Linked DNA regions of Rattus norvegicus: region 2 is linked to region 1. Evidence: chromatin contacts called from public Hi-C data. All regions are on one chromosome and are shown on one strand. The core of a region is the stretch at or near the end of the contact, and the rest is flanking DNA. Distances in the headings are between cores, read along the strand shown. Region 1 overlaps Adtrp (androgen-dependent TFPI-regulating protein). Region 2 has its middle 80 kb from the start of Adtrp.

What was found. A called contact is a pair of places that touch in the nucleus more often than the background predicts.
Region 2: a contact with region 1 is called in a Hi-C map of prefrontal cortex, with 2.9 times the contacts expected there. The contact joins two enhancer-like sites. A contact is called at or near these places in 5 of 12 Hi-C or Micro-C datasets (the A7r5 cell line, the Rat2 cell line, frontal cortex and 2 more).

Annotation. Positions count from the first base shown.
Region 1 is chr17:23,139,219-23,144,471 of GRCr8, forward strand. All of the region lies in intron 2 of Adtrp (androgen-dependent TFPI-regulating protein), which reads left to right. Among named protein-coding and RNA genes, the nearest start is that of Adtrp, 6.0 kb to the left of the region's middle. Within about 2 kb of position 2,988, at least 15 of the 93 cell types and tissues checked have an H3K27ac peak or open chromatin away from gene starts, as enhancers often do. A contact at or near this core is called in the A7r5 cell line and prefrontal cortex, where this site is marked.
Region 2 is chr17:23,213,084-23,217,908 of GRCr8, forward strand. No RefSeq gene overlaps it. Among named protein-coding and RNA genes, the nearest start is that of Adtrp, 80 kb to the left of the region's middle. Within about 2 kb of position 2,313, at least 35 of the 93 cell types and tissues checked have an H3K27ac peak or open chromatin away from gene starts, as enhancers often do. A contact at or near this core is called in the A7r5 cell line and prefrontal cortex, where this site is marked.

The DNA.
Region 1 (5,253 bases), core at 1,738-4,237:
GTTGGACGCACCTCTCCCTCCCCAAACTTCCTGCTGTCTCCTTCCTAATTCTGATTACTTTGCATCAGAGGACTACCACACTACCCTGTCCTTTCCTATCCAGAGATCTGCCCATCCAATACTCAGATCCCAGGTTAATCTTCCAGAGCTCTTTCTCTCCTCTCTCTCTCTCTCTCTCTCTCTCTCTCTCTCTCTCTCTCTTGAATTCCTTTAAACAATGTGGCCTCTTTGGTTTGGGGAAGGGTCGGGGGGGGGTGTCAAGGAAAAAATACAAAAAGAAACAACAAAACCAACCAACCAACCAACCAAACACCCAAATTCACCGCTCAGGTCCCTTTTTCCCCCAGGATAGCTAGTGTCCCTCTGAGAAAGGACTTGGTCTCTAGTTTTACCTACAGGCTTCCTTCCTCCTTTCTCTGCCCATATCCCCTAAGGCCAATTCGCCTCTGTTCAACACTTCCTCCGTTGCCTTCCGTAGACCACCTAGAGTCCTGTTTACAGCAATGTTTCCTCGTCTTTTCCCTCCCCTTTATGTAAATGTAAAAAGCATTCGAACTCTCACTAGCTCAAAACCAGTTCTGCCTCCCACACTCTTATCAACCCAACCCACTTACAGTTCTCCACTTTGCTCACGTGGTCGGCTGTGGGCGTGGCTAAATTGAATAGCATCTCCTCTGGTTGCTTCTGCCCCAGCCTGTGAGCAAAGGAGCCCTGATCTGTAGGGATTTGTTTCTATGCTCTTGAAAGTTTGACTTCGCCGAATCTTCCCCAGCTGACAAAGACGGGTTTAAATATATTTTAGGGAACACATCCAAGGATGGTTTTCAAATAGATTGTTCATCTGTGCCAATTCATTCTTAACTGACTTATATTTTAATGGAATAGAATGATCAGGTTATAGATCTCCTAACTTACTTTTTTTTAAAAAAAAAAATTGTTTATTTAATGTATGTGAATACACTGTTTCAGACTCACCAGAAGAGGGCATCGGATCCCATTACAGATGGTTGTGAGCCACCATGTGGTTGCCGGGAATTGAATTCAGAACCTCTGGAAGAGCAGTCAATGCTCTTCAGTCCCGCCGAGCCATCTCTCCAGCCCCTCTAACACTCATGTTTATTAGAAACTGATGAACTCAGTATCCAATTCAAGCTAGTAAGAATTATAAATTTTATTATATTGTATTTTACATGTTAGTTTTTTGCCTTAGTTTTACATTAACTTTTGCCTGCATGTTTGCATGTGTACCATGTGTGTGCAGGGCCTGCGGAGACTAGAAGAGGCTGCCAGATCTTCTAGTGCTGGAATTATAGGCAGTTTTATACCAACTTACAGGTACTGGGGACTGAACAGGAGTCCTCTAAGAGCAGCAAATGTTCTTTAACCACTAAGCCATCTCTGTAATCCATCCACGTAGCAGGGATTGTATCCCTTCTCTTCTTATTTATATCTTAAATCAAACATAACTTTTAACATCTTTGTTATGTGCCCTGTTAACCTTCTATATGTGCTTTCGTGTGAGCAATACAAACAAAAATGGGCATTTCATGGAATTTTCATACCGATTTTGATTTTATTGATCCCCACCCACACTTCCTTCCTCTGCCCTCCTACCCTTCGCCCTGCTTGTCCCCAGTAGTCCCCAACCTCCTTGCATGTCACGTACATCATTTGACTTTTTTTTCTTTCTCCCCATGACTTCTTTCCTCCCCTTTCTAGTTTCATGACCTAGAGGCTCCATCCCATGCATAGAAACAGTTACATCTAGAGCCTACATATGAAGGAGAATGTGTGTCTTTTATCTTTCTGAGTCTGCTGTACCTTCCCTCTCAGACATTCTAATTTCTAGTCTGCTGAGTGCATGTCTGTGTCCCAGTTGAATAGCAAAGCCTGTCTTATTACAAGTCAGCTTTCAGAGCTTCACGCCATTTTTCTCCCGAAACTGCCCCCCGGGAAGTCTCAAAAGAAGCTATGGAAGCTGCCAAAGGGTTGGTGGCTAGTAGAGAGCTTCTAGCTAAGAAGAGAAAGGGCAAGGGGACAAGACAGAGAGGTGGCCCCAGAGAAAGGGACTGTGCTCTGGTGGTTATGTCCACTGTAAGGGTTCCTCTGTCCTATTGCTTAGTGTCTGTGACCCAGGGCTAAGGACTTTATGCTGTCCATTCCCACATTTGTTAAGTAGGAGAACAAATAGAAGCCAACAGCATGGCCATAAACTTAGAAGGCTCTCAACATGGTGTAAGGAGAAAAGAAGAGAAGACAGAAAGGAAACAGGAAGGTTGGAGTCAGTCTTGTGTTTGACGGATGGTTAGTTACTGTGGGACATATTGGTTTAGTGGAGCATGGGTCTCCTTGATAAGTTCTTAGTGGGTGATCTGGATGAGAATCAACCACCTCATACTACCTACATTCTACATGCACAGCTCCCGTATGTGCCTCTCCACCCTACACTCCCTGTCATTAGCTAGGAAAGGATGTCAATGGAGAACTCTGCTCTCTCTGCTGTAGCTGTTGGGGTAGACACCCTTGACCCGGGGGCTTTGGGGGAGGTACAGCTTCAGGTGTAAGCTGAGAGCACTGAGTTCTAACGAGTGATGAAGCCCTAGCAGCTGCGTATGGAGATCATGCTATGCACAATTTTAGTCTGATTGTCCTACTTCAGTTCAGTCCTTCACAAATGTGCTTCCTGGTTTCCTTTACTCCCTTTCCATCCAAGAACTGTCCCTGGCCCTAAGGGACACCTATTAGTGAAAGTGACGAGTCTTCAGCCACTTCTTGATGTGCAGGGTCATTGGGTTTGCTCAGATTTCCCATTTTTAGGAGCCCCTAGGTAAGATTCTTAGAGTCTCTCCCCCTTCTAGCCCAAATCTCTTTCTCCAGCAGACACGTGCTTTTCCTTCATTCCTCTCTTGTTTGAGCGACCCAAACCTCATGATCCTCCAGTTTTCAGCATGACAGCAATGTGATGTCATTGCATATGTCCCCAGAGAGGATGATTCATGGCTAGAGAAAAAGAAGTCCCCTCCCTATTGGCCCAAACTCCAAGACAGCCTACAAACAGTAGAAAGGCAGGGTTCCATTTACATTACAGTTCCCTCTCTGGTACCTAGAAGGAAACCCTCAATTCCTATCACCGAGTTTAGAGCTTAATCTGTGAAGATCTTTAGCTTTACAGGGTCCAAAAGACACAAGACTGATGGTGGTCACAAAAATGTTTAAAACTCTTCCTGACTTAGCACTCGTGGGTCTGAAGGGATTGCAGATGACAGCACAAAAGGAATGGACACCAGCAGCACCCGAATAAAGCAGCTAGAATGGATTAAGTAGGCAGGATGAATAGCATTTTTGATACGTTCTTTAAACCCAGTGGAGAGATCTGTGCTGAGAAGCCAGGTTTCTGGAGCTAGAGCCCTGGCTGTCTACTTACTTCCTGTGTGATTCTAAGAGAATTGTTACCTAACTTTTCACATCTCGGTTTGTTCCTGTGTGGCACTGAGGAAAACATATCCTCCCACCTCACAGAGCTGAGAGATTCATTCCACAGCTCCCAGATGGTGTGTGGGCTTCCGGTAGGTCACAGGTGATCTCTCTTCCCAGAAGCACCCTCAGCTGAGGGAAGCTGCCTCCACTAGGGTTTATCCCCCTTCCCTGGGGGCTGGGAAAGGGCTGATTCAGGGAATATCTGCAGGGTAGGGCAGGGCAGCTCAATACAAGAGCTCCTCTAGATCGGCACTGCCCCAAATCCTTCTTCCTCCCTGTCACAGATACATCGAGGATATTATCCTCAATGCATTCCCTATAGGCACGTCTCAGAATCACACAATTTTCCACTCATCCTGGCTTTTATCCTACCAATAACAAGTTACAGAAAATGTTCCTTTCTCCCTCCTCCTCTTTCTCTTTCTCCTCCTCATCCTCTTTCTCCCCCATCCCCTTTTCCTTATTCTGACATGAGCCAGCCCATTCTATCTCTAACACAATTCTGGGTTCCTAACTGGCACTCCAGGGATATTGGCTGAATGGATTGTCAGCAGTACATACTTCTAATAGGGATGAGCCACTTACCAGGAGACCCCATCCTCTCTGTAGGTTGCTGTGTCCCAGGGAATCCTGCTATAAGAAAGCTGCTGCTCTTAGCCCCACAGTCTTGGCCAAGGCTTCCTACCCTTCTTAACCAACACATCCCACAACTCTTCCTCTCCCTATTTTTCTCCTTGTTATTCCAAATTGTATTCTTTACATTTGTCCTTCTGGTTTTGTTTGTTTAACGCCCTCGTTTATCTCAAGGGAGTTTTGTTGTTGTTATGTTGATGTATTTTTATTTAATTTGTTTGAGGATGTCCTATATGAGTACCGTATTTACATAATTTTACCACTCCCTCTCCCCCTCCTACTCCTCCACATCTGTAACCACTCCCACTCAAACTTACAACTTCTTTAGTTGTCAGTGGTTTACACCTACACGCTCCACTGATTCCATAAACTCAGGTGAGCATCTGTTTAGGGCTCACCACCTGGCTTGGATAACCTATCAGGGGCCTCATCCCTAGAGAACACTGATGCTCCCTCGGCAGTCCTGGATGGATTGCTTGTGGCCCTTGATTGATGGGTGTGGCCATGTGAAATGTCCCACGCCCACCTTGGCATGCCAACAAGTTGGTATCAGTATGCTTGTCGTGTTTAGACAGCCAGGTTGATGAGATTACATGGACGAAGGAAGCATTGGCATCTTGTTGCTGTTAACTTTTGATTGGTTCACTGTAAATTCCACACCATGTACTCCAATCCCTCTCTCCCCTGATACCCTCCCTCCACCCTTGCAACCCACCGTCCCAACAGAGAAAAAGAAATCTCATTGTGGAAGCTGTAGGGTGCCCCACAGTCTACCCTTTTGCCACACATTTCAGCATCTTCCTCAAATGCACATGAACTATGAGTGGGATTGTGCTCTTCATAGACCCAGATAGCCTTGACTGAGAGGATCCTATCCACCTTCTGGTCAACTTTCTCTGATACCACCAGGTAAAACATCAAATCCTGTTAGTCCTTGTGTTCTCTTTAATTTTAGAATGGTCTTTCGCTGCCAGGGTTGCATCAGGTTGACAGAAGGGTAAGGAAAGTCCCAGTGTGGCCGATTTAGGTCTGGAGCCTTGAGCTTGGCACTGGCTTGCTTGACTCATCCAACAGGAGTCATAATGTCTTGTTCAGGGAACTTGTGGAATCTCCCTCTCTAGAATTATTATTCTTTTTTTAATG
Region 2 (4,825 bases), core at 1,063-3,562, 73 kb after region 1:
CAATGCTATAATCCCTGCTTCCACTTTCCTTACTATTTGTGACTTTTTTCCCCCTCACCTTACAGTGAATCTGGACTCTGGACCCAAATGTGCCTCTCTTTTCTCACAGAAACCCCAGTGGTAGGAGGGATGTAATGTCTACTCCAAGCCCAATGCAATTCACTTCAGGATGCACAGCACATCACATAGGCGAGGGTCTTAGTTCCCACTAAGGTCCCTTTCTGATGGTCTGGGAGTTTGTGAGCGCCGGAGGATGCCCTTCAGCTCAATGACCGTCTCAGCAGGAAAGACGCCAGTCAGGTGCCCTTCTCCCTTCAGATAGGAGACTATTGAGCAGTGGACCCACAGAATTGGAATTTCCCCCAGAAGAAGGAAAGGGGGGAAGAAAAGACTGGGCTCTACTGCCAGGCATAGGGGAGCTTGTCTTCCTGGAAGAGACTTCTGTCAGCATATTGACAGTTTTCCAGATAGTGGAAACCAGGAGCCACGCTCCATATATTCCCTGCCTTTCCCAGCTCTTGACTATTAGGCTATTGTGTTGGCTCATTGAGGGGTGAGCAGAGATGCTTTTCTTGTTAGAGTTGTGAGGCCTCGGGCTTGTACCATAAAAGTTCTGGTGACAACAGTGAATAATTTCGGCTTAATAAATGAGAGACTGGGGATTTAGAAGTCATAGATACCAAAAGAGCTCTTAACTCTTTCCATCGGTCTGTGATGACTCAGAACCCATACAGTGTGCTCCCCATTTAAATGGACATTTGCTGTTTGTCATTCTGGAACCTTCATTCACCATCGCACAGAGAGACTGACATCATTATCTGGTAGCAAAACACCGCTTAAGGTCAGTAACGTTGATGGATTTTTCTCAATGAAGAATTACGCAAGAGAGAAATGTCAGACAGAGCTGTTTCCTGTACACCATATGATTTTCTTAACAAATCCTGCTTCTGTCTCCTTCATGACGACTGGAAAATCTAATCCTTCCTCTGTGTCTTCAACACATTAGACGTTTTTCTTTCAAATCTTTTAAGCCAACATGTGATGAATGCCGGTTTAGAGAAAAATGGTATCACTGTGGAAACACCTGCTTTTCTAAACCCAAGGAACGTTAGCGAGTGAGTTAGGGGCAGTGAAACAGCTCAGCAAGGCACTCTTGTATGGGCACCTGGGTAAGACCATCAAAGAAAAACAACGTACCCATCAGACACTGAAGACAGCCTGGCAAAGGAAACACTGAGGGCTGCTAAGGGTGGCTATGGTTTGGGTGTCACCCAAGAGTTCATGTGTTAGAAAATGAACCCCCAAATTTGCATGTTAGTGGTAGTAGTCCTTTGCGAGGTGATTAGGCTAGATGACATGAGAGGGAGGTCTGCATGGTAACTTTACTGAAGGATGAAGACTGAAGATTCCATGCCTCAGAATTGACTATTTGATGGCCTCTGCTCTATTAACATGGTGTGTAGAGTCCTCCCCAGAGGCAGAGCAGTTACCAATGCCACATTTCTAGATTCCCCAGACTCCAGAACCTTGAGCCAACTAAGGTATTTCCCTTTCTAACTGACCCAGTCTGTTACCCTGTTACGACTGCCATGTTCCATGGATTTCCATCCAACTTTCCTTGTATTTGAGCAGCCACTAAGGAGCTTACAGGAATACAATTTCCCAGATGCTCCCTTCACCCCACCCCAGTTCAGAGATTCTGAATTTGTCTGAACTATGAACCCCATGCTAGGTGTTTAGCCCCCCCTTCTAGATAGTTCTAATATGCAACTAAAGCTGGAATTCCCCGCTGATGTTTAAGAATCTTGATTTAACCATCATGGAAAGGCAGCAACTAAGTCTTCAAGCCACTGCCTGCATCCTAGCTGCCTTGAGCAGCCAATGCCAAAGCAGAACTGGTGACCTGGCCTCTTTGGGGACACAGTAGGAGTGACTTTGAGGCACAGTGTGGGGCCAAGCTCTGTTAGAGGTTTGGAAGCATCTATAGAGATCCTTGGTCAAGACTTCCCACTGCTCCCTGTGACCATGAACCACTGTGCTTTGCTAGCATTGGACACCAGGCTGTGGGCACCACGGTGGTGGCACCCGTGGGAATACTTTTGACATTCCACATCAGCCCTTCTCTGGGCCTCCAGCCTGCATATTTGAGCTTTGCCAGACTCTGTCATCACTGGGGCCTATTCTTTTGAATGAAATTGCCTCCGACATGCACTTGAATCTGATTGGTGCTGTTTCTCTGCAGAGTCTGACTAACACTCCCGAAGCGTTGCTCCTTGCTCTCCCTCATTCCTCTCAGTCTGCCTCAAGCCTGCTCTGTGCCCACACTCCCTCCGTCGGCCCACTCAGTAGCATTCGCCTGCAGTCCCTGTGACTCATAGGCCTATATTAATCCTGCGGCTTCCACTTGCCAAGCTCCCACTCTCTCTCCTTTCTTCATTCAAGAGTCTCCCCAGATCTCACATCGTCCAATCAAGGAAACAACAGCCTGTGCCTCCTAGAATGAACCAACTGGTGGAACAGAGTTAAGGAAGATCAAGGGAACAGATGAGAGCTATTTGAAAATTAATTTCTGAGACTGTTCCACATACAACCCTAATAGAGTTCCAAGAAGAGATACGAGCTGATTGCTTCATAAGACACTTTGTCACCACCCACGGCCTGTGTCAATCTTACCTTCCCAAATGGCTAATGGAGCTCCTAAGCCTACAGCCCTGGGCGAAGCCTTCTGAATGGGTGCTAAAAGCCATCGTTCTGAATGGTGATGGGCTGAAAAGACAAGCTTCCGTTACCATCCTCCTCTCGGGATGGTTTCCCTGTGTAAGGCCTGGAGGAGTCAGGGAAAACTCATAAGAAAGGCATCATCATGGTAGCTTCGCGGTAGGATTCGGGTCCTATGGTACGCTCAGTGCGAGCACTTCCTAACATCCACAGCAAGGAGCACCAGCATGTCTGGGGATGGTCCACGAACCCCACCTATGTTTAGAGTCAAGAAGGTCATTATTGGCTGGAGTGGAAAAATAGCTGTAACCGGAGCAGAGTAGTTACTTTAAAAGATGTCCAAACTTTCTCATTGCCACCCACATGCTGCAGATGACAAGGGACCCAGACACCTCCCCTCCCACTCAAATACCAGGAGGAGCCCTTGTAATGCAGCAGCCACCAAAGAGACCCACTCCTAATCGTTATTACCACGCTGCAGAGCAGGTGGCCTTGCGGGTCCTCCAAGGAGCTACTGTCCCAAACACCCTGAATGACTTGAGGAAAAAGGGATGTCCAAAAGGACGGAAAGCCGGCTTGGCTAATTCACTTTTTGTGGGCTCCTAAAATGTCAAGGTGAAAAACACATAGACTCCCTAGACACTCTAAATCCAATTAGTTCCAATTCTAAGGCACTTATAGTCATAGGTGACTCAGCCCTGCAGAGTTCGGTCTCTTCTTATGCAAATTGGGAGCGAACCGTCAGTTTTCTGCTGGTTACCGGGAGAATAGATAACAGAAATAAGGAACTCACTCTCAGGACTCGCTTAATAACATTCTCGTCCCCGCTCTCCTGGTCCAAGGGCGCCATTGGTGCAACGAGGAATGGTTTTCTTGGTCATCACTTGCAAGCACTGGTAAATTTGGTGTTAAAGCCTGGCACACAAAGGAGCAAGGTTGACCCCAGGAATAAGATGTGGGTGGGAGGAAAGAAAACTCGCTCAGTATCAGCACAGTATTCACCAAGTCAGCAAGAGGCTCCCAAATCACACCTCATTATTAATATATTAATAGGATAAAAAGAAGGTAGCACAAAGGCAACAAATATCATGATTGCCATGAACTCCAGCAACTTTAGATTTCAGTGGCTTTTCACCGAGCACTGAATTTTCAGTAATTAACTCAGCTTCAATACAGTCACCTAAAGGGAAGAGGCTCGTTGTCACATCCTCCCTCTTCCCACCCAACATATGGACAACGTTTCCAGGCAGCTTCTGCATCACAGTGCACCAGAAATAAATTCAAACAGCAATTAGGAAAAGACAAGGAGGAGGGCCCGCTCAACATTTGCAGATGGAGTATTTGTTTAGCTTCAATCTCCCATCTTATATTAAGATGGCTTGGCAGGATGTCTTTACAATGGTTGCATAAATTCAACAGGGAGGAGGGAAGTTGCCTCGTGTGTGTGTGTGTGTGTGTGTGTGTGTGTGTGTGTGTCCTTCTGGGCTTCAATTGTGTTTTTCTCTTCATTTAGTTCTAAACCTTCCATTAAATGAGAAGATGAGAGCCCCCTGGTGGCTGGATTAATTCTTCATTTCTTAGAGGCATTGAAACACGTTACCTTGAGCTGTAAAATTCCTTTGCCTTGTTTTGTTAGCGAATCCAGTTTGTTACACGGGCTATGCCGCTGGTGGTATCACGCCTCGAATTTCTTTGTTGTGCATCCTCTGCACTTAGGCAAATAGTCAAAGCACCTTCCGAAAAAAAAGACCACTTCAGTAATTGCCTCCCAGATGTTTATCTAACACTATTTATTGGCTGTCGGACACCAAAGTCGGACACCCTACTACCTAAAAGAAAAAAAAAAAAATACAAGGAAATTTAAGTCACCTTTGGCCTTGAGAAGCTTACATCAGAGAACAACAGAAAAGAATGGCCTTGAGGTTTTTAAAGATGTTTTCCCTATAAAACTGACCTAGTTCGTGGAGTGAATAAGTGTTCTTATTATTACACCTCTAGGCTCCCTGTCTTTCTCCATTTCCCTAAACTCCTATCCAATCATGAACAATTTACAACCCACTCTCCTTTCTTGCATTGCTGTTGACATAAGCTTCATTAACTCAGGACA